2 separate regions of the Lactuca sativa genome follow, and region 2 is linked to region 1. A link is a contact called in public Hi-C data. All regions are on one chromosome and are shown on one strand. Each heading gives the region's core, a stretch centred on a gene start, on an enhancer-like site or on the middle of the called end of the contact. The rest is flanking DNA. Distances are from core to core; before and after follow the strand shown.

What was found. A called contact is a pair of places that touch in the nucleus more often than the background predicts.
Region 2: a Hi-C map of seed shows a contact between it and region 1, with 4 times the contacts expected there. The contact joins the promoter of LOC111914980 here to the promoter of LOC111915255 in region 1. A contact is called at or near these places in 2 of 4 Hi-C or Micro-C datasets (leaf and seed).

What each region holds. Positions count from the first base shown.
Region 1 is chr4:134,515,135-134,518,560 of Lsat_Salinas_v11, forward strand. It overlaps LOC111915255 (probable inactive purple acid phosphatase 27), which reads right to left and starts at 1,682. Exons shown (of 12, transcript XM_023910928.3): 1 at 1,134-1,682; 2 at 965-1,056; 3 at 813-882; 4 at 606-728; 5 at 407-499; 6 at 182-311; 7 at 15-96. The coding sequence starts at 1,322.
Region 2 is chr4:135,469,703-135,473,456 of Lsat_Salinas_v11, forward strand. It overlaps LOC111914980 (nucleotide pyrophosphatase/phosphodiesterase), which reads right to left and starts at 2,064. Exons shown (of 12, transcript XM_023910685.3): 1 at 1,682-2,064; 2 at 1,514-1,605; 3 at 1,354-1,423; 4 at 1,157-1,279; 5 at 970-1,062; 6 at 738-867; 7 at 584-665; 8 at 200-332; 9 at 1-113. The coding sequence starts at 1,912.

The DNA.
Region 1 (3,426 bases), core at 432-2,931:
AAAATGATAGATACTTGGTATTTGGCCATAGATTTTCCAAGAAACTTGTATGTATGAAACCTGGGTCCCGCCACCCGACTGATCTTGCTGGTGACCCTGCATGAAAGTAATTTTTCCAGTAATCGTGTTTACTGAGTTGACTCACACTGTCCTATCCAAGATTATCAGTAGATGAACATACCGCACATGCTATTTTGATGGAATGTTAGTGTTCCCGCGGGAGTGCGAATTCGGCCTTGACCTTTGACTCCCCATTCCACAAAAGGAGTTGCTTCGTTTATATTGTAGCCACTTGTCCATGTCACAGTCATCTAAAATGAACACAAAAAAAAAAAACAAAGATTCCAAATATCAATTTAAATAGTAAAAAAAATATATAATATAAAAATACATTTTCAAAACTTACTTCATTCCAAGATTTTCCTAGAGCAAGACGTGGATAAACAGGTGCTTTTGGATTTGCAAATGATATAAAGTTCGAATGAGCAACTAATTTTGGCTACAATGAAAATATAAAGACAACTAATAAATAATAAACATAGGAAAGGTGGGCCATATCAAAAGTAACTAAATAACAAAATGCATTGTAGATTTTGGATTTTTACATTTGATAATCCACCCGAAAACAAGGCAAATGAGAAATCAGCTCGTTGATTGATTAACCGGAGTTTTAATGTACTTTTTCCTGTTTTTGCATATTCCCAATTCGAGTAATTTGCGAATGTGTACTGAAATAATATAAGTCAGATCACAATTCACATATGATACCAATTTATTTGGAATAAATATCATAAATTTAAAGCAAAATTCACCTTTATTGGTGCAGAACATATGTATGGAGCCTGTAGCTTAGAATCATTTTCAAAGTAACAAGTTGATCCACTGCATTTTTTTCAAAAAATATATTATTTAGTACGAATTTCTACATTTGATTATGATATTGAAGATTTGAATCAAATCTTACTTAAATTTAGCAGGAGAAAATACTCCAATCCAGTCATCATTCGATGGATTTGGGTGTTGAAGCTCGATTGTCACCCAATCAACATCTTCACCCTTCATTAAAGTGAAAAATTTATCAACATTAGTCACTAGAAGAAACTGTTTTTCTTTCAAGAAAAATAAATTTTTACCTTTGAGCCAAGAACAGTAGGATAAGCTTTAATGGAGGCGTCATCACGGAGAGCAAACACAGCACTGTGAATTGCGATTTTGGACAAGGGTTGTTCCGTGATTTCAATATTACCTTTCACAAAATTCGCTGATGCTAAAACAACAAAGATTGATAGTGAAAAGACGGCGATTCTGTAAAAGATCTTCATTGAGGCAATTTCACAAACGGGTTACAGGCATGAAAAGGTTGTTGTTTCTTTACTGGGTTTTGGGTTTTGGATTTCTGGTAGTGGGATTTGGGAAGATTCCAGCAGATATTCTTTTATGATTTTGTTATGAAGTTAAAAGATTGATAAATAGTTGTAGTTATGAATAAATAATAATCCGGAGATTTCTTCGAAGATTAAGTCAACTGTTTTGCTTTGAGTTTTATCCACATGCTAGATGGCGAATCTTTTGACTCTGATTACTGGCCATCGAATTCGGATACAGAGTCGACACTTGGAGTCTTCAGTCTTAACGGAATCAGTCGAAATTAGTTGCGAAAATAAATACAGCATCTTGTTCTGCGTTCGTAGACTTTTACAGTTATATTTTTGGAAATTAGGTCATATAATGAATTATTATTGGGCAAATCTAAGAATCATTTATTTTTCTGGATAAAACCCTATTTATTTTCTCGAGGAGATCACTAAAATTTTGATATTTTTTCAAATAAAGTACTTTCACATCCTATGTTAGGCTTCACAAATAATAATGCATACAACTCATTTTTTTTTAATCATGTTACATCTTTTTTTTTTTTTTTTTTTATTGTATAGCAGTCCATAATCATATCAACTTCTTCGGCTGTGAAACCCATATCAACGTGCAAGTTTCTAGCGAGGGGAAAGTGGACTTGAGAAAAGTTTCTTTGTTTGTGTTCTTCATATGGTGGCAAACACGGGGAAGTTGCACAAATGACTTTTCCAAGGCATAACATTTCACACGCTAGGGTTGAGAATAGGAAATACATATCTTGTATCGAGAATTGATATCGCAATATATATCATTCCCATGATATGTTGTTTTGTTACTATTAACCGTTTCATCTTTTAATAAATGACCCAATATTTGCTCTCTTAATGATTGTTGGGATGTATTTGGGTTTCCATGCATGTGTGTTCACCGAAGTCATGAGTAATTCTTCATAATTGTTTGAAACAAGAATTAAAATTCTCAATTTCTTTTGAGACTTTATTAAACAAAAACTAGAAATGGATCTCCGAGACCAAATCTAGGATTGAAAATGAGATGAACTCCCTAAAGGATTGAACAATCTTGCTCTGATACTATTTGTTAGGATGAACTAACAAGATGACAAACAAAATATTGCATAATTGTAAGACGAACCTTTATGTAAATAAAGGTTGGGATCTTTGATTGATCACTTGCAAAAGGATTCAATGATTCAATGAAATGCTCCAATATTCTGAAAGAATATGAGTAAGATCAAAAACTTGTTGGCCTATTAGAATGACTGACACCAATATATATAAAACTCAAGACGGTCTAGTTAACCCCAATCATAATAAATAATAAGACACAAAGATATACACATGTGAAAATCAAAGCGAGCTACTCACACTAACCTACACCTATGGGTAGGAGCACATAAAATAATGTATACTATAACGTTATACCGATAGAGCATAATATGCTCTACCAACTACTTAGATATCACAATACAAAACTTCTATTCGAAACACAATCTGCACTCGACAACAATCCACCAACATACCCAATCTTGGTCTTTGAGAAACTTTCCTCATGACAAAGGTTTAGAGATTAGGTATAGAACAAGCACTCCTTTACCTCAACAAGAACCATAGATTTAACCTCATTCAAATTCATGAGCTCCTTACTAGCAATCATTACTTTGCTAGGTTCATGAGTTAACATTGTCATTTTCAGATGCTCTTTAGTTATAATTTTCATGTAAGACAAATTCCCTCGCATTCTTGTCTGATTTCCGTCTCCTTTCCCACCCTAATGTCTAGGTTTTTTTATCCCGACGTCCATTACTTACATATTTCCTTCGAAATTTGGCTATTAAAGCAAACATGATAATTCTTAAACCACACTTCGCAAATTCTTCTCTCCAAGTCTTTGGTATCATTCACTTTGATGAACCTCACAAAGTCAAACCTTTGCCAATTCTCGATAACTTATGTGCAATATAGACGTCTAAGGTTTTTATTTGCTAAATATCATCTTTTTGCCCGTTATTAATTGCAAAGATGCAAAAATGCAAATATAATTTAATAACTTTAA
Region 2 (3,754 bases), core at 814-3,313, 950 kb after region 1:
TCTCCTATATGAAACACTATATCATAGTTGTCAAGGTCACTAACTAATTGGTCTGTTGTAATTAGTGATCCTGGCTGATAATTTGCATACTCATTTGACCCATCACGTTCCGCCTAGAAAAATGAATTTTATAAATTAGTTATTGTTATATTTTATTGTATGATTTAAATAAATTTCTTTTGATCAAATTCAATGGTACCTTTCCCATGTCTCCAAATATGATAACACGTTGAAGCGAATCCTGCCCTGGATATGGAGATGATTTGAATGTGTACATTTTACTATAAATGATTGATCCGTTTGAAAGCATATGCCCCATTCTATATTCATACCTAGAAAAATAATGTTGTGATTTGTGAATATTTGTTGTTTGGATTGCAAAGGTGAAATGGTCATTTAATGTCGTTTATTCAGACGAGTTATTCAATCTTAGAATAAACTAACTTAATGTATAGAGCATTTTGTCCAAAACATCATTACTCATTCGGCTATCTTTCCTATACATATGACTTAATGGAAAAATAGTGTCTTTTTCCATTGTATCATTATTCTTTGAAAATGTGAGTAAAAGTGAGACACATACATGGTGTTTGGCCACAATTCCTTTAAGAAACTAGTGTGGATAAAACCAGGATCACGCCATCCAACTGTACGTGCCGGTGGACCTACATGGAAGGTAAAAAATGTAAAAATTTTGGGTAATTTTAATTAATTTTTACCATTATTTACTATTATACCACACATGCTGCCACGTGTAAAAGTCAACGTCCCTGCTGGAGAAAGCTTTTTGATTTGACCCTTCCATCCCCATTCAACAAGTGGAGTTGCTTCATCAATGTTATAGCCACTGGTCCAAGTTACAGTCATCTGTAGAAAATTAGAAAAAGAAAGTTTAGAGACCACACACCCAATATAGCAAAATATATAAAGATTAGAATTCAAAAAGGTGTAGAGTTTGTAAATGTACACCTCATCCCAAGCTTTTCCATGGGCAAGACGAGGGTATAGAGGAGCTTTAGGGTTTGCAAATGATATAGGATCAGAAACAGCAACCAATTTCGGCTGTAATTCAGAAAACCCAATTACTGATTAGTCACATACATTGCAGAATTCAATAAATTACGAGTGGAAACTGGAAAGAGGGACTAATTCACACAGCTTCTAATCCGCCTGTGAATAACGCAAACGCGAAATCTGCACGTTGATTGATGATCCGGAAGCTGAGATTAGCTTTTCCTGTTTCAACATAATTGACAGTGGAGTGATTTGCGAACTTGTACTGTTACAATTTACAAAACATATGTTATTAGCAGGAAGGTCCTTCATCATTCAAAGTAATTAATGGTGTTTTACCTTAATTGGAGCTGTGCATAAGTATGGAGTCTCCGGCCAGTTACCAGCTTCAGATGAACAATCTGATGAACTGTCAATATTCATTCAATTTTTCAGAAACATCATTCTCATGTAGAAGACGAAGCCATTCGGTATTATAGAAATTAAAAGAGAAGATTACTTGAACTTCGCTGGTGAAAAAACTCCAACCCAATCGTCCTCAGATGCTTCAAGGTACTCAAGCTCTACGTTGACCCATTCAGCATCCTCGCCCTTTCGTAATATCAAGAAATTAAGTAATGGAATTTGAATAGTTAATCTAATTAATGGGAAGAAAACGACCTTTTACCTTGAATCCTAGTAGCAAAGGGTTAGAACGAATGGAAGCTGATTCATGGAGAGCGATAATAGTCTTGTGAATGGCAATTTTGGCGAGTGGTTGTTCATTAATGGGAGAATGAAGATGATGGTCAACACCACTGCTTATGAGACGGGAGTAAGAGGAAGCATGACAAACTCTATCAACAAGAGCATTTGAAAACAACATGAACACTATCGATAGATGAATCATTATTGACATTTCCTCAAACAATTGTCATGCACACTCTTCGGAAGAGAAGGCATTCTTATGCATTTATAGGTAGTAATTTCAAGTCCATATAAGATTAATAATATTTTGAGGAAAACGTTAAAGATTCCATTGAAATTTTTGGGTAGGTAAGGTGACTCTCGAGATACTTCATCGATCATTATACATGGATTTGGTTGCATTAGCAATTTGATATAGAAAAATATATATAAAAGGCTGGCTTATTTTATTTTATTATTATTTATTTATTATTTATTAGATATTTAAATAAATAATAATCAAATTGTATAGCCGCCAGACTTATGATTTTTTTTATTTTATTATTATTATTATTATTTATTTATTTTGTATATATAAAAGGCCGATTTGAATTTATTCATTTGTTCATAACGCATACTTCGTACAGCCTTTTTAATTTCATTATATCAAACAATATTCAAGGTTCATCTTTTACACATTGGACCCTCAAAATAACAATTAAATTACAAGCTAAGCATACTTCGTACAACCTTTTTAATTTCATGACAAAATTTCAAAAATGATCCATGTGGTTTTCGAAAATATCAAGTTTAGTCCTTAAGTTTAAAAAACCTCACAGATGGTCCCTGTGGTTTCAAAACTTTTAACAAATGGTCATTTTCGCTAACGTCGTTAGCTTTTGGCCGTTAAGTGAAGGACATTTATGTCTTTTCACTACCATATGGACCATTTATGAAGTTTTATCTTATTTAAAAATAATAATAATTATTTAATGTTAACTCTCTCTCTCTCTCTCTCTAAATTAATGAATCGTAAACCTAAACGACCATTCTCTGTTATAATCAAAATTCATACACCACAATCACTTAAAAACTCACCAATAAACCAATTTTGTCATCCTAAGAATAATAGTTAAAGAAGAAAAGTTAAGATTCTTTTTATTTGTAAGAATTTTTTTGTGAAAATCAGACATGGAAGACAATTGAAAAGAGGTGAGCAACACCTCTGTTTCCTTTCCTTTCCTGGTGCAGTCGGTCAGGAAGAGCATCACCGGTGCTCGATCAGAAGAAATAGGGAAAAACAGGAGCGACATCAGGGTTGTCGTTTATTGCTTTGCCAGGGATTGTTGCTCCTCTTTCGATTCTTGTTGTGGATGCGAAGGGGGTTACTTCGGCAGCTCCCTTGTTCTTTCTTCTTCAAAAAAAAATGGATGCTTGGGTTTGATATTTGGCTGGAAAGATAGAAAGAATAACGGATGGGAAGCAGTCGGTGTTTGATCATGATTTTCCCTCGACACTTGGAGCTCGACAAGGGCTGTTGACCGCCGGGAAAGATGACCACAACCTGTGGTAGTCGAAGGAGGATTTGGGGATCACCTGATAATGAGAAAGGAAGTAGAAGGGAGGTTGGTGATTCTCATCTTTCTTTCTTCTCTAGTGAACAAAACGGATAGAGACCTATTTGCGATCATAAAGTCCTTTAACTGGAAATGGTGGAGATTAGGGGTCTTTAGGTTTTGGTTATTTGACTGTAGGGAAGGAAGAAAGAAAGCGGGGCTGTTTATCTCATTAAAACGAAAAGGAAAAGAGCTGGAACTAAAGGTGGGTAACAGGTTCCTTTTTGGTCCTCTATTTTTGGCTTCAGATAGGAGGGGGGAGAGAGAGAGAGAGAGAGAGAGAGAGAGAGAGAGAGAGTTAATATTAAATAATTATTATTTTTCTTTTTTTTTTTAAAAAAAAAAAATAAGACAAAACTTCATAAATGGTCACTGTGGTAGTGAAAAGACAGAAATGCCCTTCACTTAATGGCCAAAATCTAACGGCGTTAGCAAAAAGGACCATTTGTTAAAAGTTT